Regions from separate parts of the Mus musculus genome. Here regions 1, 2, 3, 4, 5 and 7 are each linked to region 6. Evidence: chromatin contacts called from public HiCAR-type, HiChIP or PLAC-seq, Micro-C and promoter capture Hi-C data. All regions are on one chromosome and are shown on one strand. Each heading gives the region's core, a stretch centred on a gene start, on an enhancer-like site or on the middle of the called end of the contact. The rest is flanking DNA. Distances are from core to core; before and after follow the strand shown.

The links. Promoter capture Hi-C pulls out the DNA fragments that hold promoters and counts their contacts. Hi-C and Micro-C count contacts between places; a contact is called where the count stands out from the background. HiCAR-type assays count read pairs that join an accessible place to other places. HiChIP or PLAC-seq counts read pairs in DNA pulled down with a chosen protein or histone mark.
Region 1: a contact with region 6 is called in a Micro-C map of embryonic stem cells, with 4 times the contacts expected there. The contact joins the promoter of Traf3 here to the promoter of Yy1 in region 6. A contact is called at or near these places in 1 of 39 promoter capture datasets (pre-B cells), 1 of 484 Hi-C or Micro-C datasets (embryonic stem cells) and 1 of 115 datasets of contacts at active chromatin or transcription factors (embryonic stem cells).
Region 2: a HiCAR-type map of astrocytes shows a contact between it and region 6, with 6 times the contacts expected there. The contact joins the promoter of Cinp here to the promoter of Yy1 in region 6. A contact is called at or near these places in 3 of 39 promoter capture datasets (cranial neural crest, frontonasal cranial neural crest and hippocampal neurons) and 5 of 115 datasets of contacts at active chromatin or transcription factors (astrocytes, embryonic stem cells, large pre-B cells and 2 more).
Region 3: a contact with region 6 is called in an H3K27ac HiChIP or PLAC-seq map of extraembryonic endoderm stem cells, with 6 times the contacts expected there. The contact joins the promoter of Ankrd9 here to the promoter of Yy1 in region 6. A contact is called at or near these places in 2 of 115 datasets of contacts at active chromatin or transcription factors (embryonic forebrain and extraembryonic endoderm stem cells).
Region 4: a contact with region 6 is called in an H3K27ac HiChIP or PLAC-seq map of large pre-B cells, with 3 times the contacts expected there. The contact joins the enhancer-like site here to the promoter of Yy1 in region 6. A contact is called at or near these places in 4 of 39 promoter capture datasets (the 3T3-L1 cell line, 3T3-L1-derived adipocytes, hippocampal neurons and 1 more), 1 of 484 Hi-C or Micro-C datasets (muscle stem cells) and 1 of 115 datasets of contacts at active chromatin or transcription factors (large pre-B cells).
Region 5: a promoter capture Hi-C map of pre-B cells shows a contact between it and region 6, with 5 times the contacts expected there. The contact joins the promoter of Eif5 here to the promoter of Yy1 in region 6. A contact is called at or near these places in 2 of 39 promoter capture datasets (hippocampal neurons and pre-B cells) and 1 of 115 datasets of contacts at active chromatin or transcription factors (thymic regulatory T cells).
Region 7: a contact with region 6 is called in a promoter capture Hi-C map of hippocampal neurons, with 4 times the contacts expected there. The contact joins the promoter of Cdc42bpb here to the promoter of Yy1 in region 6. A contact is called at or near these places in 3 of 39 promoter capture datasets (3T3-L1-derived adipocytes, cranial neural crest and hippocampal neurons).

Annotation. Positions count from the first base shown.
Region 1 is chr12:111,165,072-111,167,771 of GRCm38.p6, reverse strand. Traf3 (TNF receptor-associated factor 3) reads right to left here and starts at 1,402. Exons shown (of 12, transcript NM_011632.3): 1 at 1,170-1,402. The region is part of intron 2 of 4930595D18Rik (RIKEN cDNA 4930595D18 gene); the gene reads left to right.
Region 2 is chr12:110,887,624-110,890,463 of GRCm38.p6, reverse strand. It overlaps Cinp (cyclin-dependent kinase 2 interacting protein), which reads left to right and starts at 1,319. Exons shown (of 5, transcript NM_026048.4): 1 at 1,319-1,398. The coding sequence starts at 1,392. Tecpr2 (tectonin beta-propeller repeat containing 2) reads right to left here and starts at 1,200. Exons shown (of 20, transcript NM_001289510.1): 1 at 1,138-1,200.
Region 3 is chr12:110,977,739-110,980,438 of GRCm38.p6, reverse strand. Ankrd9 (ankyrin repeat domain 9) reads left to right here and starts at 1,399. Exons shown (of 3, transcript NM_175207.5): 1 at 1,399-1,599; 2 at 2,312-2,491.
Region 4 is chr12:111,048,354-111,051,293 of GRCm38.p6, reverse strand. The region is part of intron 2 of Rcor1 (REST corepressor 1); the gene reads right to left. Among named protein-coding and RNA genes, the nearest start is that of Rcor1, 10 kb to the right of the region's middle. Within about 2 kb of position 1,568, at least 16 of the 459 cell types and tissues checked have an H3K27ac peak or open chromatin away from gene starts, as enhancers often do.
Region 5 is chr12:111,536,527-111,539,538 of GRCm38.p6, reverse strand. Eif5 (eukaryotic translation initiation factor 5) reads right to left here and starts at 1,438. Exons shown (of 12, transcript NM_173363.5): 1 at 1,300-1,438; 2 at 991-1,184; 3 at 1-131.
Region 6 is chr12:108,791,999-108,794,698 of GRCm38.p6, reverse strand. It overlaps Yy1 (YY1 transcription factor), which reads right to left and starts at 1,402. Exons shown (of 5, transcript NM_009537.4): 1 at 608-1,402. The coding sequence starts at 1,286.
Region 7 is chr12:111,376,357-111,379,056 of GRCm38.p6, reverse strand. Cdc42bpb (CDC42 binding protein kinase beta) reads left to right here and starts at 1,339. Exons shown (of 37, transcript NM_183016.2): 1 at 1,339-1,960. The coding sequence starts at 1,786.

The sequences.
Region 1 (2,700 bases), core at 153-2,652, 2.4 Mb before region 6:
TACAATGATGCAGTATTTTCAACAGGCCATTTTCCAAGATCTGAAAAACACCAGAAGGTTTTAAGAGCTGACTGAGGGTTCCCCTGAACAATTTCTACATATAAGCATTTTACACACAATACAAAACAGCATTTCTAAAGATTTCACTTGTGTATCTAGTCACAGAAATGCTACCAAAAAAAAAAAAATTATGGCTCCTCTTCAGTTGTATGCTGTGAATGTAAATTAAGATGACAATACAACACTCGATAAACCCTTTAAGACTCCACAAAAAAAGAGCATACTTACAAATGTGTGTACGTAACACACACACACACCCTTCTATTTCATTCTCAAAACTGAGTCAAAGCTCAGTACAAAAGCCGTGAAAATAAAATCAGTTCCTTCAACCGATCATTAATCTGAATGCTTCTTCGATTTCAGAGCACGTCCACAACACTTCACCCATTTGCATGTTGTTGCCGTTTTAAATTAAAGGTAAAGAATTGTCCACGCAGAATTCTCTCTAAAGGTCTAATCCTGATACCCGGGTCCCCAACCGGTGGTGATGACAGTGTAGAAACGTGGCGAAACGTACATGAGCCATAGCCTGGCGCCTCCAAAACCTGCAAGCCCCGCGGCAAGGATCGTTTTAATGGCTCGCCCGTGGGGAGCCCACTCTGACCTTTGGTGTTAATCGAAGGTGGAAGGTGTGCATTCGGCCCCAGCTGGATCCCAGAACCGCCTGCCTTCCAGCCTCTCTGCAGCTCTCCGACTATGAATCAGTCATTCATCTGCAGAGCAATGACTCAGTATAAACTTTTAAATAATGGCTCAAAAACCCACCTCCACCAGCCAGGGCGAGCACGCTCATCTATGCGGGCACCCTGTCTCCGCCGCTCCGCACCGCGCCAAAGCCCCGGGCCTCGGAGATGCTGACGGCTCGGCACCCCTCGGGGCGGGCACCCAGGGCTCGAGGCCTGCCTGCCCCGTCTGCCCGGAGCGCCGGCGCCTCGGGCCCGGAGCTGGCCGCACACACAAAGTTTCCAAAGTTGGGGCGGCGGGCGGGCCGCACCGCAGACGGTGAGGCGGCCGGGCCTGGCAGCGAAGGACCCGCCGGGCCCGGGGCCGCCGCCGGGATGGAGCCGCCCGCCGCCCCGCCGCCCGCCGCCCCCGGCCCGCGACCTTACCCCGAGGCCCGCCCGTTCGGCCGGCTCAGGGGCGCCGCGCGCATCCTCCGCCGCCTTCTGCAGCGTCCAGCTCCCCGGGCAGCCCCATGTCGGGGGGCGGGGAAGGGCCGGCGGCCGCCGCCGCCGCCGCCGGCTGGAAAGTCCCTGCTGGGCTGCAACCCGGCTCGCGCACGCGGCGGCCGCCGGCCGCGCCGCCTCACGCACCCTCGCGCTGGCACTTCCTCTCGCGCGCTGGAAATCCCCGCGGGCCGCCTGGGCGCGCGCCCCAGCGCGCCCGCCCCCGCCGCCCGCGCGCGCCTCCCCGCCCCCCCCCTCATCCCCTTCGGCTGGCGCGCGCCCGCGCCCGTTGCTAGGGACCCTCGGCCCCGCGCTCGCCGCCGGCCTTAGCAACGGCGGCGCGCGCCCCAGGCCCTCAGGGCCCTGGCCCCTCCGCGCGCGCGCGCGCGCCCTCGCGCCCCGCCCGCGTCCCGGTCTTTCCGGGTCAAAAAGCCAGTCGAGCGGAGGGGAAGCAAGGAAGGTTCCTCGCCTTGCCACCTCGACGGGCGGCCCAACAGTCTCGCCTACTCGGGCACTCAGGTCCTTGCACCTGTAGAAGACACTCACTCGCGGGCGCCCATTGACACGCGTGCAGAGTTCGTTCCTAGTGTCTCCTGTCCAAGAACACACATCTTCACCGACAGAGTTCACAGGCAGGCGGGCAGGTCTCACAGTCCACATTAGCACACAGCCATGCCACCCTCACACATGCCCCTCGTATGCTCACAGGCGGGTCTGGTACCATCTGACCCAGCTCTAGGGGTTTAGCAGAGTCCTCCTCGGCTCCCTACATACCCACCCGAAGTGGATCTGCCCTGTGTGGACAGGGTGGCCAATTTGTCCTGGGTACTTCTCTAAGCCAGGGACACCCATTTCTCCAGCAGCTTCATCTTGCTGTCTCATGGTCACAGGGCCCCACCAGATGTCCCTACTGCCATGGCAAGATGGGAGCAAATGGGGGTCTATCCTTACAAAGTTCAGACACTTGAGCAAAGAGGCCATGATTGTTTCCAAGTCATCTGGAAGCTCACACATCCCTTCTCAATAAAGTTTGTCGGATCCTAGGCTGGAACGGAGACCAGTGTGACCAGGCTGCGCAGGAAGTCCAGCATCTTCTGTCCAGCTTACCTCATGGAATGTTCTAGAAGCCTGGATAGTCTGACAGGACATCTCTGAATGCAGTAGCCCAACAGGTGCCTGTTCGAGAGCCCACATAGGCCTTGCTAGCCAGGCTCAGCTAGGCCAGTGGCGCCCTCATCTGGGCCACAGGCCACAGTTCTGAGTTCAGAGTCAGGTCAGATCCAGGGTTCCCCAAGGCAACAGTGCTAGAACGACAGTCCCATCTATGAGGACCCTGGAGCTCACTATTAGCCCCTTTCCCCTCGTGGGTGTCTTTAATGGCCCGGAATGCTCAGAGTGCCCCTGCCTTCTTTAACCGTGTTCTCAGACCTCTACTGTTCGACCCCAGCCCTGTCCAGGGCACCTTTCTCACACG
Region 2 (2,840 bases), core at 70-2,569, 2.1 Mb before region 6:
GGCCCAGCAACTGGCATGAGGGAAGTCTAGTAAACACTCAATGAATGAACAAACACGGGCTGTAAGTCAGGTTGCAAAAACAAACAAAATGATCACAGGTATATCAGCATTACAGCTGGGTGCGAGTAGGTACAAAAAGTGTAACAGCTTCGAAGACAAGGACTCTCTGGCGATAAGAGACTAGAGCAACTTCATACCTAGGACCTGATTTCCCACAACTCCCTGCTCCAAAAGTTTTCAAAACCTTGGCTGCAAATGATCATTCCAGTCAACGACAAAACGATACACCTCACATGCTGCCAACAAATGGAACAGAAAAATACCTGAATATCGGTGAGAAAGAAAGGAAGCACAAAGGGTAGGAAAGAAAAGTAAAGACGGAGATGGAAAGAAATGGGAAACCAGAGACTTAAGGGACTAGAGGAAAAAGCAGCGAAGCCCACAGAGCCGTGTGGGTGACAGCAGAGACTAACCTTGATCATATTCAGTCAGACCCTGGACGGTCGGCTGTGCATGCATGCACTGACCCATTTAATCCTCCACTATCCCAAGATAAAAACTTATCATTTTACGGATGACGAAACTGAAGCTAGGAAGTTGACACTTGCTCCAGTAAACGGGTAGGAAGGGGAAGCGCAATGACCTGACCCCGAGTCTGACCCAGGGTCACCCCATTCACTGTCCATTCCGCCTCGGGGGCCACACCGGGAGGCATTCGGTATCCATTTAACCAACCCTTACTCAACTCCTACTGGGCGGCCAAGCCAGCGGCAATGTAAGGGATCCAGCTGAGGATCGGGGGGACAGAACAGAACGCAATGTCAATCTCCAGGCTGAGGAGCCTGGAGCCGGCCGCGAGAGGGATGCAGGGTGGGGCAGGAGGGGAGGAGCGAGGGGAGCCGGGACGCCAGGGCGGCCCGGGGCGGTGTGCGAACGCTGCGACGCCCGGTGCTCTGCACAGACTCCGGCTGACAGATGCGCCGCGTGCGGCGGCTGCCAGGGGGACGGCGACGCGGCTGTGGAGACGCTGAGGGGCTGAGACAGGGGAAGGCGGCTCTGCCAGGGGGAGGAAAGGCGAGGGGCGGCGTCGGGGACGTCGGAGGCGTCCGGCACCCGCCCGCGCGCTCCCGAACTCACCTCCCGCGGCAGCCCCTCAGGACACCTCAGCCCCGCCAACCCGGAGGAGGCGGGATGGACTCCGGGCCGCAGGGGCTGCTGGGAGCCTGTTGCCTAGGCAACGGGTTAGGCCTCAGAGAGTAGCAGTGACTCCGCGGAGGGCTAGAGCGGCAGAGCCACAAGTGTGGGCGGGCCCAAGGACGGAAGTGACGTCACTTCCTCAGTTCGCAGGCGGGTTTTTGGGTCTTCTCAGGAATCTACCTGTGGGCCGCCGCATGGAAGGTGCGTGACAGTGCTGTGTTTCCCTAGTTGTGGGGGCTGCAGGTCGTGGACGTGGTCATGAGGGGTGGGAGGGTGGGTGGGGGAGGTCATGAGTCCGCGCGCGACGTGACATGCAGGGCGCGCCTGGACCTCGTGGGCTGCCGGGAGCCTTGTTCATTACGGTGTGAGTGTCGTCTGAGTGCGGTGATGTGCGTGAAGTGTCAGTGGTGTGACGCTCAGAGCATCCCTGAGCACATTGGAGCCAAGCCTGACGTGCCAGCCCCTCGGAGAACCCTTCCCTAAACTCCGGCATTCAGTAAGACGGGCCGTGGAGCTTGCAGTGTGTAATAAAGGCTGTCTCTGTCGGTTCGTGTCGCATGGGTCAGTGCGTTAGCGTATGGCTTGCTGAGTCCCGTTTTGCTTTGGTAGCTTACAAGAGGTAAGCAGCTAAACTGCTGTGCCTCTCTCTCTACCAGCTGCCCTGCGACTCACATTACTGACATCTCCCCATTTGTCTCTGAGTGTCTAGAAGTCAGAGCTGTGCTTTTGGTTCCTAAGTGGGTCCGGCAAACTTAGTCAGCCGTGATCCTCACCCTTAGGGACCCCTACCGAAGAAGGACGAATGTAATGCAGGAGGTGAGAGCAGTTCCTCCATGGAGCCCGTTTGATTCTCAATCAGCTGTGTGTGCAAGTTATGGGAGGGAACAAGACATAACTCCTACTGTGGTTGAACTCAGTCCTGCGGAGAAAATAGAATTAAGAAATAGAAGAAATTGACTCACTAGGGGATGTGATGACAGCCAACGAATAGGAGATAATATGTCTACTGCAGTGACTCGTAATGCAACCAGGGGTGGAAGTGGGGGCGGCGGCGGCGGGGGTTGGGGGGGGAGAGTCCAGGAAGACTTCTTGATGGAAATAACTGTTCAACTTGCTTCCTGTTGCCATGGTAAAATACCGTCACCAAAAAGCATCTTGGGAAGGAAAGGGTTTATTTGTCTTACCCTTCCAGGTCCCAATCCATCTATGAAGGAACTCGGTAGGAACCCAAGCAGAACCAGAGGCAGGAGCCATGAAGAATAGCTGCTTACTGGCTTGCTTTTTCCTAGGATTTTCTTCTCCGTGTATAATACCTACATTTATGTAAACGTACCATGTGTCAGCTGTATCCACAGGGGCCAGAAGAGGACATGGTATCTTCTGGAATAGGAATCTCAGCTGATTGTAAGCCTCTTTTGGGTGCTAGGTCCGCAGAGCCATCTCCAGCCCCTCAGATCGTTTCTTACACAGCCCAGGACCAATTGCCCAAGGGCTGCGGCACCACAGAGAGTTAGGCCCTTGTACATCATTCACCATGCAGACATCCTCACGAACAGTTGTTACACTGTGGTTCTCTCTTCCCAGGTTGACCAAGTTAACCACAAAAGTAACCAGGACAATGACTTCCCTTTTTGCATTTAACT
Region 3 (2,700 bases), core at 150-2,649, 2.2 Mb before region 6:
ATACAGGTGAAGAATAACAGGAAGTCTCCATGTGTGCACGTGTGTATGTGCGTGTGTGTACACGTATGCCTGCTTAAGTCTACTCAAAGGAGCCAGGTGAGAGAGACTCCAGCTTAAAGTCCCTTAGCCCCTGCTGGCACAGAGGAGCCAAGAGGGTTGAAGGCTGTATACACATTTGCTCTGAGGTAGGGGAGGGGAGGTTGCTTTGAAGGTGCTAGCTGTCTGCTGGACAGAGGCAGGAGGAAGGGCTTGGATGGAGGCTGCAGGAACCCTTGGCCCTAACTGAGCCTCTAAGGGCATTGTGGAAAAGAAACTGGCCGTGCCTGTGAATGGAGTTTGGAACTATTTCATCAGGGGGATCCTTGCCTCTGGTAAGGTGGGGTGAGAGTCCCAAGGTCCAGGCGTGGCAGCTTTCATCTGTGCATTTGGAATGGACTTGGCACTCCCACACCCCTGATGAAGTCAGGGGCTCCCTCAGGCTCTAGGGTCAGCCATGGGAAGGCTAGAACATGCTCCCAGTTCTGCCTGAGTGAAAAACAGCCCCAAAGTGTACCTTTCTTTGGACAACCGACTCTCTCTCTCTATCTCTCTGTGTGTGTGTGTTTTGAGATAGGGTTTCTCTGTAGTCCTGGCTGTCTTGGAACTTGCTTTCTAGACCAGGTTGGCCTTCAGTTCAGAGATCCACCTGCCTCTGCCTTCTGAGTGCGGGGATTAAAGATATGTGCCAACTCACACTGGACTTAAATAACTATCTACCTCATAGCAGGCATCATAATTCTGCCCCCCCCCCTTTTCTCCTGTGTTAGTGGTAAAGTCAAAGTGAAAGAAAGCGTTTAGCCCAGAAGACGACACAATAGGCACTATAAACAGCTCTTATACACGCATGCATCCATGCCTTTCTTTTGAGATTGGAGCCGAGGCTAGCCATGCCAGGGCGTTGGCAGGGCAGAGCAAGGTTCAATAGTTTAAGGGCTCAGTCCTATTCTAGGCCTTCCCACACGCAGATGGGGTAACAGCTGGATGTTTCCCCAAGGTCAGTGAGGGTCAGAGCAAGGGAAGCCCAGAGCAGGACTCTTGCAGCAGCCGCAAGCGCAAGCCAGGGAGCCTATTCTTGTGTGCAGTCTAGGACCGCACAGATCCAGCTCCAGGAGCCTGCCGGGACTCGCCCCGCCTCCATCACGTCCCGCCCTCCAAGCTCTGCCCGGTGCCCGGCATCTCTCACCACCCCTCCCCACCCCGCCACCTCGGGGCCCTCAAGTTTCTCCGAAGTTTTCCGCGGGTCCCTCTGAGAGTCCCGCCCCCTGGCCCGTGACGCAACAATGGTGCAGCGCGACGACCAATGGGTAGCGGCGGGGGCCGGCGGCGTGAGCCAATGGCGGCGGCGGCCCGTCCCGCGGTCCTGCCCGGCCCCGGCCGCACTGCGCCGCCCGCCGCCCTCCCCTCGGCGGCACCAGCACCGGCATCGGGAGACGGTGTCGCGGCGGCTCAGAGTGCAGCGGGCGCTGCCTCCGCTCCCGGCGTCGTGGGATCTCTGTCTGCTCGCCCGTGCATGGACGGCGCGCGCTCCGGCCCGCCGCAGGGACAGGGTCGCGCGGCTTGGTGAGTCGCCTGCCCCGAGCGCCCCGGTGCGCAGGTGCAGCCCCTGATCCTGGCCACCGGCCCGCAGACACTCGGGCGCGCCCCGGGAGGGGTCAGGGAGGATCTGGCCGGCGGCCCAAGCTCCAGTCACAGAGCCGCGGCCGTGACTCTGCCCAGTGACGTGGGGCGGCCGAACTTTACGTAACCCGCCCGGCACCCCACGCGTGCCCACACAGTGCATCTGGGGCGCAGGGGGCCCAGGTTCCGGGAGGAGCTGCAGTCATGCCAATCCCCTCAGAGGGGCGTCTGCCGCAGCCCACTCTATAGTGCTCACCTCTGTAACCCAGTTAATGGTCATGACACTGTGGACGAGGCCCTCTGGCTGTCCCAGGTCCCTTGTAACCTAGAGCTTACCCTTGCTGGAGGCAGTAGGGCTCTTGGGCAGGGAGACCAAGGGTGAATGGCCAGGGCTCAGGTTTGAGGCTTGGGACCCAAGGTGGAGGTAGGGTTTTTAAACTGGGGTCTGCAGTGTATGGAACGGCCCTCAAACAGAACGCAGGAGACCTAGGCTCTTGTCCTGGCTCAGCCTGACTTGGTGACTGACCTTGGACTAGCTTGTCCCCCGTTGAAAAGTGAGATGGCAGTATCGGCCTCATGTGGATGGACCTCGAGAGGACTGCAGGTGGTGTATGCTCCAATCCCCCCACTGACTTCACCTTTTCCCTCCTCCCAGGAGCTCCTTCCTGATGGGCAGGAAAATTGTTTGTGGATAAAAGAGCCAGAGCCACTTTCCAACTCTGGCTGCGGGCGGGCGCACTGCCAGCCCTGGGCCACCACTTTCTTGTTGATGAGGTTTGGTGTGTTAGAGTGAATACCTGCATCTACAGAACCCAGGGCCGCCTGCAGGAACCAGGTAGGTCTAAGTGAATAATCTCCACGACCCTCCTGGAAAGAAGTTTGAGTAGTCTCTTGGGGTCAGGGTAGAAGTAGAGTTGGGGCTGGATTTGGGGGTGTGAGGGTGATTTGGGCTCAACTTGTGCTGTGAGCCTGAGTCTTCTGCGATGTCCCATGGGTTCCTCTTTATTTGCAGTTGGAAGGACCTGGCTCAGGTGTGAAAGGAGC
Region 4 (2,940 bases), core at 319-2,818, 2.3 Mb before region 6:
GGCTGAATACAGAGCGCTAGAGGCAAACCTGAGCCCTACAGCAAGGCTCTGCTTTTAAGTAAACAGCCAGGAAGTGGTGGCGCACGCCTTTAATCCTGGCACTCAGGAAACAGAGGCAGGCAGATTTCTAAGTTTGAGGACAACTTGGTATATAGAGTAAGTTCCATGCAGCCAGGGTTACAGAGAAACCCTGTCACATACATACATACATACATACATACATACATACAGTCCAGCCATTTAGGTCACAAGGACAGAACTAATCTATGGATGCAGCCAAACACTGCTGCCAAATGTTTTCCTTAAAGATGTTTCTGGATTAACACTGGTCTAAATTCTTTCTGTTAATGATTATGTTGCTAATAAGCTCTTCCCTCCCTTTTTGTTTTTTGTTTTTCTTGAGACAGGATGTCTATGTATAGCCCTAACTGTCCTGGAACTCAGAGATCCACCTGCCTCTCTCTGCCTCCCGAGTGGTGGGATTAAAGAGATAGGATGAGGGTTAGGCCCTACCCCATTCTTAATGAAGTCTCTTAAAGCTAATGACAATTTAAGACTGGGTTAATAAGGTACTGAATATTTTCAGACTAAACCATAACTTAACTAAATTACTTAGTATTTGGGTATCTGAATACAGGAAATGAAGACAATAACTTTCCCTGGTGTAACTTTGGGAAGGGTTAAGTAATCTAATGGTGTTCAAACAATCCTGGAATAAATAAATACTAACTGATCTGGCAATGCCAGGTCACTCTTGGCAATCTCCTGTTCAAGTTCTATCTCCTGAGCCACACACTCCCCTTCTCTTACATACCAGTGGCAAATGCCCAAGGCAGCTGGATTTAGTTAAACTCACAGCACTTTAACCCCTTCTGAGAAAATAGCTGGCAATTCCAGAAAAGCCTTCACTTTAACCATTAATGAGCTACTGTAACTGCTTGCTAGGCAGGCACTAGACCAGAACTTCGCATCTGGCACAGTAATCTGGGCCAACCAGTTAATAGCAACCAACATAAGCCGAAGAGGATTAGCTCTGAAAATACCCAAAAGTCTCAATTCTTGGAGATATGAACCTCAGAAACGGGGAGTCTACAGTGACATATTTACAGGGGCTATGCACCAACACCAGTCTTTTGAGTACAAACCCCAATCAAGAAATATTTATTCCTTCCTAATCAAAGAAATTAAAATCCTTCCCCTACAGTCAATATTAAAAACAAAAACTATATATGTAACTCTAATAAAAAACTAATAATCAAATACATAACTTTATAAACTTTAAAATGCTCAATATTGAAAACAAAAGCTATATATACAATACTAACAGGAGATTAATAACCAAATACATGAACTTAAACTGTTAAGATGGGTGTGGGGGAGACACTGGCATATTCATAATGGCGGCATACCTTAGAAATCCAGCTCTTGAGGCAAGAGGATAGGTTCACAGTCAGCTTAGTCTAGATTTAAGATATTACTTTTTAAAAAGAGCCACCAAAGAAGGTCACAGTGGCTCGCACATACATAGAACAATACTAGGAGGCAAAGGAGAACTGTCACCAGCCAGCCTGGGCTACGCAGCTGGTTCCCAGTCTGCCAATACAATACAGCACAAGCCTGTTTCAAAACATAACATACAAGTTTGGCACAGTGCCTCACACCTTCAATCCAAACACTCAGGAGACAGGAAGCAGATCTCTGTGAGTTCAAAGCCAGCCTATGCCAGCCAGGGCTACATGATGAGACCCTGTCTCCAAAAATGTAATCAATTAAAACATACAACACAATGAAAATGAAAGAAAATGACCAATATACAGAAAACAGCAAAGGTGGGTTGGTCAGGTGGCCCACCAGGTAGAACAACTTGCTGTATGTGACACCAGAACCCACCCAAGAAGAATCAGAGTTGTCTTCTTGCCTCTACACTTGACAGGATTTCTCTGTGTAGCCCAGGCTGTCCTGGAACTCACTCTATAGACCAGTCTGTCCTCGAACTCAGAAATCCACCTGCCTCTGCCTCCCAAGTGCTGGGATTAAAGGTGTGAGCCACCACGCCTGGCCTCTTTTTTTTTTTTCTCTACAGTCTTTCTGTCTGTCTGTCTGTCTGTCTTTCTTTCTTTCTTTCTCTCTCTCCCTCCCTCTCTCTCTCTCTCTCTCTCTCTCTCTCTCACACACACACACACACACACACACACACACACACAAATAAAAATGAAAAAACAAAAGTTACACTGATTAAAGCAAATAGAAAGAAAAACCTAGAAGAGAGGTCATAAAGACGGGTCCACAGCTGAGAGCACCCACTGCGGAGGCCCCAGGTCTCCAGGGCCCACGGGGTTGGTCACAACCATCTGTAACTCCAGCTACAGCTGTATCTGGTGTCCTCTTCTGGCCCCCATGGGCACCCACACAGCATGGTAATACACACGCAGGGAAAACACACACACATGTAAAGAAAAGCTTTGAAGTAAAAAAGATACCCAATCTTAGAAATACAATAATTTGAAAAATGCAAAATAAAATACAAAGGACCATGTTTCAAAAGTTAGTAAATCTATGTCAGCCAGAAACATCTTTAAGGTTTAAAGAGTATCCATTTTGCTGGGCGTGGTGGCACACGCCTTTAATCCCAGCACTGGGGAGGCAGAGGCACGTGGATTTCTGAGTTCGAGGCCAGCCTGGGTTACAGAGTGAGTTCCAGGACAGCCAGGGCTACACAGAGAAACCCTGTCTCGAAAAAAACAAACAAACAAAAGAGTATGTATCCATCTTTAACAGCAGCACATGGGAGAAGGGCAGCTAGACCTGAGGCTGGCAAGCCCTACAGAATGAGTCCCAGGCCAGCCATGGCTATATAGTGAAACTGTCTCTTAGCACTTGAAAGACTGAAACAGAAACTGTCACAAACTCAAGGACAACCTGGTACGCCCACACTCCTAC
Region 5 (3,012 bases), core at 189-2,688, 2.7 Mb before region 6:
GAAGGGATGACATAAACGACTGCAAGAGTTCTCGGTCTCTGACATGAAAAAATTTTCGCCACTGAGGCTGTAAGCTTCTTGCTTGTATGCTATGTTTCCCCAATACAGGTACCAATGGCTGCGCAACAGCTCTGAAAGAGAAAAGGAGAAAACACACAACAACCCTACAGGTTTAGCATCACTCCTCCCCGGGACAACTTCCCGTCCCCGAGTCCCTCACACAACTAACACTCCGAGCTCTAACAGCCCGAGTCCTTGTGAGAAAACAGCTGACATCCCCATGTAACAAAGCACAACTCCAGGAACCCAGGAGGCCACCATTTTGACACGGGTTGTGACTGGCAGGGAAACTGCTCGAAACGAGGAGGACAACACGGAACACAAACCCTGCTCCCTCAGCCGCCGGGAGATTGTCACATCAAAGGCCACCGGCGAGTCATGGGTTGCCCCGGCCGAGCGACAGCGTTGTAACTGCCGAAAAGGGGATCCGGGCCCTTTCTCTCCCTCACTTCAGGCCCGGGGGCCACCAACTTCGCCGATGGCGCCTCCCCCGGCTGCCATCGTGGTAAAACGGGAAACGTCGAGCCGGACCTGCCAACCGCCGAGGGGCGGCTTCGGCGACTCCGGGGGCTTCAGGGCGGCAAGTCCAGGCTGGGAGCCATTGGCTCCGTCGGAGCACGAGGACCACGGCCGAAGCCGCGCCCGGGCTCCCTCCCCTCGCTCCCTCGGCGCACGGCCGACCTTCGCCCTCGTCCCCATGGCTACGCGACGGTCGCAGCCCGTCGCCCGGCCTCCCCCTTCCGGCGGCCGGCGGGGCAGAGGTGCGGCCTCCCTGAGTCACAAACGCGCCCCGGGCCTGACTCAGCCACGGCGCGCGCGCGGGCGCGCTCCCGCACGGCCCGGCCCCCCCCAAACTGCGCCACACGCGCGGCGGGTCACGCGGCCGCGCCGCCATCTTGCCGCCGCCATGGCCCGCCGCCCGCGACTCACCGTTTTCGTCAAATAAAGACATAAACCCAACGCGGCTCGCCCGGGACTGGGAGGAAGAGGCGCTGGAAACCGGGTCCGGAGCGGCGGGGCCGGCGGCGAGCGGAGGGGCGGCTGGGCAGGTGCCGCCGCCGAGCAGCGGGAGGGACTGTCCCAGCGACGTCCGCGTCCACACCAGCAGCGCCGAGCCTGGCGACCTGGCGGGGACAAGGCAGTGAGCGGCGGGCGGCGCCTGCCCCCGCCGGCGGCCCGCGGGGTGGAGGGGCGGGAGCGCAGGGCAGGGGCGCGGGCCACCGCCCCCCGCGGACTCACCTCTGGAATGTTCTCGCTCTGACTGAACAACGCCGCCGCCGCGCTCAAGCTACCCTCGGCCCCGGAGCCCGCCCCTTGTACCGGGCAGCCACCGCTTATTGGCCGCAGGCCCTCCCAACTTCTCTTGTCATTGGCTCGCATGCACGTCGATCTCACGCTTCTCCGCCCTCCACTTCCTGGGGCTCCACTCGTGGTCTCGGCCCGCCTCCTGCCTGTCCCAGCTTCCTTCCCTTCCCTTCCCCCCCCCAACTCCGTCCTTCCCAGAGGCCTTCGCGGTCTCGCGATAGCCCGGCTCGCTCTGAGTTTATGCGTTCAGGCACTATGGCGCCTGCCTAGTCCTCTCTCGGGGCGGGGCCGGGCCGGCTATGTCCACGGTGCTTCTCTGTGGGCCACGCGTGATCTAACTGCTCATCTGGACCGCGCCAGGAGGCTCCCGACACTGCGGCTCCCCTTGCCTCTTTCCCACCACCCTTCCTGCTGCCTGGCCCGTGCCTGTCATCCCATATGGTGCCTCTCCCTGAGCTCGGGGAGCCAAGCCGCCGCCGAGCCGAGACTCCGCGGTTGTGGCTCTGAGGTTTCCCACGATAGAAACCTTTTTTTGTGTAGCTTGGGTCCCCGCGCAACTTAGGGTGGTCTCGACCCCAGTCAGGTCCGGCTGTGCCTCGAGGTTTGGCCATCCCCCCGCCTCGGGGCTCAGTCGCCACGTAGGGCCACCCCGTCCAGCCCAGCCCGGTCTGTAAAGGCCAGGCTGGTTGGTGACTGTGACTCCCTGCAGGTGCACCCGAGGAGGCAACAGTGTTTTATTTACTAACAATTTATGTTCGGAAGAGGAGCCCGGACTTTTTCTTTCCTAGACACTCTTCCATTATTTAAAAGAAAAAAAAAACTTCTTTTTTTGGTAAAAGTTTCGACTGAGAGTTGAAATCATCCCAGAGTCCAACTAATAATATAGAAATACCTGTTCCACCTTCCCAGGGCTTCTGAGAGCAGCAGCCTGGCTTAGTCAGCAGCTGCCTGGTTTCCTGGATGGGGAGAAAGAGCAGTGTTGTGGAAGAAGGGCTGCCCTTTGTTCTACGCCAGTAGAATTTGTAACAAGGTTAAAATGGAAAGATCAATTTTATTTTGCCCAAATCCAAGGTTATTTCCCCATGACTTAAAAGCTCTGTAAAGCTAATTGACCATGTCCGTGAGGGAGACTAAAGACAAGATGCAGAACTGAAAGATTTGTGTCTCTTCTGTAGCTTTTATTTCACAGTCCATGGCTCTACAGTTTTTACGGCTCTGTGCTTATCCAGGTTCCCCCTCGTTAAAGTGGAAAGATCTCAGGCAGTGCCTCTGTGAGCCATGGATCATGACTTGGCAGTATTGGAAAAGATTGAGTTTTTGCTTGGCTGAACTCAAATGGCAATATTTTAGAAACTCTCAGAAAAGGGTGTGAAACCAGTCCGAGGTAAGAGGCTTGTCTCACAAAAGTATTTTTGGTAACACTATACAAAGTGGTCTTTTCTGTATGTTCGATGGCCTGATGTTTAACTTCATTTTAAAAGTTTGTAGGAGCCAGGGGTGCTGACACCTTTAATCCTAGCACTCCAGAGGCAGAGGCAGGCTAGCCTAGCCTATATAACAAGTTCCAGGACAGCCACAAAGGAGATGAAAATATAAAAGCTTATGCTAGTGTTGCTTTTAATTTTTAGTGCTGTTATTATGGACAAC
Region 6 (2,700 bases), core at 153-2,652:
GCGTTGGCAGCGCGGGTGACAGGTTCCAACGGCCGCCGAACCCGCACACGAGCGCCCTACGTGCCACCCAAGTCCCGCCCCGCAGCGGCGACGGCCTGGGCCAGCGTGACCGCGGGGCAGCTGCGGCGGGGCTATGCGCCGCCCGCTCCGGGAAGGGCTTCGGGGAGACGCTTCGCGTCCGAGGGGGCCGAGCTGAGCGGAGCCGAGCGGGGCGGGGCCCCGACAGCCCCCGGGGGACGGCGGGGGAGCGGCGCGCGTCCGCCCTGCGCCACGGCCCTGTCAACGCCCGGCGGGTGGTCCGGCGCGGGGCGGCGCCCTCAACCGGCCCCGCCGCACGTCCGTTGGCTCGGGCGTGGAGGGGCGCTGGCCCCTCCCTCCCCGCCCGCCGCCCCAGCCCGCTTCCGCTCGCACAAACTACGCCATTGCGGCCTAGCCGGGCGCCGCCCCTCCCCCGCGCCGCCATCTTCGCGGCCCGCCGCCCCCGCCATCTTTTGGGGCCGCCATACTTGCCCGGGCGGAGAAGATGGCGGCGCCCATCACACACATAAAACATGGCTTCCCTTCAAAACAAAAACATCCCGAGCGGCGGCGCGCCGCCTGCACTCACCCGAGGACCACATGGTGACCGAGAACTCGCCCTCCAGGGTCTTGATCTGCACCTGCTTCTGCTCCCACTTCTTATTCCCCGGGTCGGCGCCGCCGCCGCCCGCCGCGCCGGCCCCGCCGCCCAGGTAACTCTTCTTGCCGCTCTTCTTGCCGCCGCCCTTCTTCACGCGACCGCCGCCCGACGAGGCCCCGCCGCCGCTCTTGCCGGCCGCCGCCACGGTGACCAGCGTCTGCTCTATGTAGTCGTCGTCGCCGCCGGCCGGCGCGGGCACCGGGATGAGGATCTGGTCCTCGAAGCCGTCCTCGGCGCGCAGCCCGTCCGAGTCGTCCCCGCCGACCACCTCCTCGCGCGTCTGCACCAGGATCACCTCCTGGTGGTGGTGCACTTGGGTCGGGTCGTCCGTCACCAGCGGCTGCAGCGCGATCATGGGCGGGTGGTGGTGGTGGTGGTGGTGGTGGTGATGGTGGTGGCCGGCGTGCCCGTGGCCGCCCCCGCCGCCGCCGTGGTCGCCGCCGCCGCCGTCCTCGTCGTCGTCGTCCTCCTCCTCCTCCTCGCCCACCACCGTGGTCTCGATGGTCTCCACCGGGATGGTCTCCACCTCGATCTCATGCAGCTCCACGATCTCGGCCGGCATCTCCGAGCCGTCCGTGGCGATGTAGAGGGTGTCGCCCGAGGCCATGGCTGAGGGCTCCGCCGCCACGGCCGCCGCGGCAGGCGGCCTCGGCTCCTGGGCTGCGGGAGGGAGGGCGGGCGGGCGAGGAGGCGGCCGGCCGTGGGGAAGGAAGGCAGAGGGAGGAAGGCAGCGGGCGGGCGGGGGGAGAGGGGGCGGGCGGCGGGGGAAGGGGCGGGCGCGGCGGCCGCGGGGCTTCCCCGCCTCCCGAGATCGGTGCGCCCCGCGCTGGCTCGCTCGCTCGCTCGGCCGCTGCCTGTCCTGCTTCCCCGCCTGCCTTCGCCTCGCCTCGGCTGCCTGCCCTGGCTGTGGCCGCGCCTCCTCCCGCCCTCCGGGCCGGCGTTACGCTGCCCCCTGCCTCCTGCGCCTCCGCCTCCTTCCACACAAATACCAACTCCTCAACCCCGAGCCCAGATCTCGCCGCCGCCGCCGCCGCCACACTCTGCTCCGGCTCGGCCTCGCGAGACTTCCGCGGGGCTCTCGGCCCCGCCCCGTCCCCGATTCCCCACTCGCTGTTCCGGCTCTCGCTCCTCCCTCGCTACCAATCGCAGGGCCCCTCGAGGCGCCGGGGCCCCGCCTACTCCCAACCAGGGTCCTCCCGATTGGGGGGGCCCCCGCTGGGGTAGGGGGCGTGGCGGCCCGCACGCGCGCTGGCTGGCCCCCCCGGCGCGTGACGTCAGCTCCGCGCCGCCGTCGCCTTACGGCGCTCGGCGTCGCGCGAACCCCGGCGTCCGCGGTGCAACAGTGACAAAAGTGCCGCTCCGGGGCCCCAGTCGCTGACAGGAGTGGGGCGTCGGCGCTGCGCCTTACGCCTCGGGAGCCGGCGAACTTTCCGCGCGACCCAGGCGCACGGTAACGAGCTGGGGTGAAGGGGGGCGCGCGCCTGGGGCTGGCGTGCTGCCGGCGGGGCGTGCGACCGGCGGCCGCGTGGCCGCAATAAAGTCTGCTCTGACGAGAAACGCCTGTGCTTGATTTTTGGTTTCCCGTTCGTTTTGCCTTTACTCGTTACTCGGGGTCTCGTGCGGTAGCGGCACGGACGGCGTAGCCGACCGTGTGCTGCCACGGGCTCTTTGGTCGCGTGCCGGTGGGCGGCGCGCGAAGGCGACCGCGGCAAGCGGAAGCGGCGCGCGCAGCCTAGGGTTCACCGTTGGAAGTGTGTCCGTTATTCTTTTATGACCCGCGGAAACCGGAGACCCAGCCGTTGGGTGCCTGTTGGAACGAAGGGTCTGGCTGCTCCTGTCGAGCGACTCCACTATTGTAGCTTTCTGAAAACTCCCTTCTATCTTTGAATAACTTGACACAGGCTTCGCCTATTCCTCGCTCATAAACATTCCTTTTGCCGAAAAGGACTATTTAAAAATATTCCTTTTAAATAGTCTTTGCATTTAGCTCTTTGAAAATTCCATGTCTTTTGTGATTTCCC
Region 7 (2,700 bases), core at 90-2,589, 2.6 Mb before region 6:
GGGTGGACGGCGTCCTAAAAGGCAGTGCGGAAACAGATCTGGGATGAGCAGACGCACTGAAGGCAGTTGGGTTGGGCACCTCAGACTGGTACCGGGGTGCAAGGGCAAAGTCCTAATTTGGAGGGATTAAATAGTCCAGCAGCATGCAATCAGAGAAGGGACTCAGAGTTGTCCGTTGGGAGTGGCTGGAAGTGTGACAGGGCCAGCCAAAGAAGACACTCTCGTGGGCAAGCTTACGGGACAAAGAAAAAGCAAGAGGGCTGTCAAGGAAAAAAAAATGCAGTTGGCTGCTCAGACTTTAGTTTTGGGTAGGATGATTCTCTTGGGCTTTAATTTTTAAGTTTAAACAACTGGGCATCACACACATGCAGTAACTCGTGAATATACTTTATATGTGTATAGATTCCTTCACAATAATAAAGATCTGACAAGGGTTCGCTCTATCCAACCTACAATACCGGGCTATTTTGCCTGCGTCTTAAAAACTAAGTTAGATACACACACATACTGACGCGCGTGAATTTTGAGGGCAGTTTGGAGGCTTATGTGTGTGCTTCGTAACCCCAACCAAGTCATACATCATTCCCAGCAGGCAGGGACTCTTCAGTCGCTTCCTGCTGGAGTCGCCATTCGGCTTTCCACCCTGCGCTTTGCCTCAGGCTCCTCTCAGCTTCCGGCTTCCAAACCCCACCTGCCCCGCCTCTGCTGCACCACAAGCCCCCATTCTTTTGAAGCAACCTTGGGGTCCACAAAGGGCTCCTCCTCTGCGGAGGTTGGGGATGTCATAAGGGATGTTTTACATCAACCTTCTGAGCCGTCCAACTGAGTGAAAGCGGCGACTCGCCTGGAGACAACAGTCTACTCCCCACCAGGTCGACACCCTAATAATCAGTCACGGGGTAGACTCTGAACCGATGAGACAGGGCACTGCGCATCCCCAGCGGCGCGTGCCCAGTGGGGAGCGCGCGTCCAGCGGACCCCGGAGCCTCCCGGCAGGTGCCCCGCCCGCGTCTCCCGTGCGCACTGGGACCCAGAGCACTGTCGGTTCACAGCTCAGACGAGCTCAACCGAAACCCAGCAGTAATGACCCGGGGGTCGCGCCGGACAGCTGCCTCGCTAGGCCACGAGGGTCGGTCCCGAGGATCGGGAACAGAGCCGAACTATGGGACCCAGGGCGCACACAGCGCGGCTGGGCGCCCCGCCCGCGCTCCTGTGCGCGTGCGCCACCCGCAATCTCGGTTTCGCACTGGGTACCCCGCCCCACACCGTCCCTACGGCGAACCGCGAGGCCCAAAGAGCGGAGGATCGCCGCGGGCCGAGGGCGGGGCGTCGCGCTGAGGTCAGCGCGGCGGCGATCGGCCCCGCGGTGGTTGGCTGCGCCGCGCTGGCCGCGCCCTGGTTGGCTTGCAGGTCGCGGGCTGGGCGGCTGGCCGGGCTGAGGTCGGGGCTCGGGCGCCGGCCGGGTGTACGCGGTGCTGGGCTCCGCCGCGGTCCGGGTCGGTGACGGCGCGCGCGAGGGCGCGGCCAGGCGCCGAGGGCGGGGACGGCGTGCGGGCGGCGCCTAGGGGAGGAGACCGGCCCATGGACCCGCGGGGCCCGGTGCCCCAGACTCGGTGCCGCCGGGACGGAGCCCAAGATGTCGGCCTAGGCCGGGCTGCGACGACAAGGACTGTGCGGCTACTGGACGCCGGGGTGCGCGGCCGCCGGGCCGGGGAGTGCTGGCTCTGACGCCGGGGCGCACGGACGGAGAGAGGCCGGCGCGTGGGGAGCGGGCCGCGCGGCACCATGTCGGCCAAGGTGCGGCTCAAGAAGCTGGAGCAGCTGCTCCTGGACGGGCCGTGGCGCAACGATAGCGCCCTGAGCGTGGAGACGCTGCTGGACGTGCTGGTGTGCCTTTACACCGAGTGCAGCCACTCGGCGCTGCGCCGCGACAAGTATGTGGCGGAGTTCCTCGAGTGGGGTGAGTAAGGTGCCGCTCGCCCCCCTGCGCCTCTCACTGCTCGCACCCGCGCCGGGCCTCCCTGGTTCTGCGCTCCGGAGCCACATCCTCCGTTTGCACTCCCCCCACTCCCGGCCATCGCCCTGGCCGCTTCCTAGACCCACCCTCCCAGTCTGGATATCATTTCCTGCAGCGCTCCCTGGGATATCCGCCCTGCCCCCGCCCCGGACTAGCCTTTGGGGTCCAGAGTCGAGCCTGGAGCTACCCCTCCTAGCCCTAGACTCTACCGGGTGGGAGGGCAGCCTCTGTGCCTTTTGCACCTCCTCACCACCCGCCCCTGCTCGGTGGGCCTTCCGAAGGCTTCGTTCCACAGCCCAGCCCCTAGGACTCCACCCAGGTGACAGCCTGTCCACCTCCCCTTGATGTCCACGGCTTGAATATCCCTTTCTTTTAGCACGTCCGAGCAGTTTTTAACTGTTAAAGGTTTTATATAAAATACAAGAACCCTCCCCCAACACCCCCAACCCCCGACTCCCTAATTGTAACCGTGTCAGACTGGTGATATTTCGGGGTGTGTGTGACAGCTAGAACTGTCACTTAAAAACTTATACATCTGATCTTGGGTATTCGGTTCATCTAGGGATCTAATGCAGTAATCATAGATCGGATGATCTATTGTGCTTTATTAGGACGAATGCTTGATTAAGTCATTCATTGACAGTTCTCAAGACAGGCTACAGTGTAAGGTTTCAACCAACCCG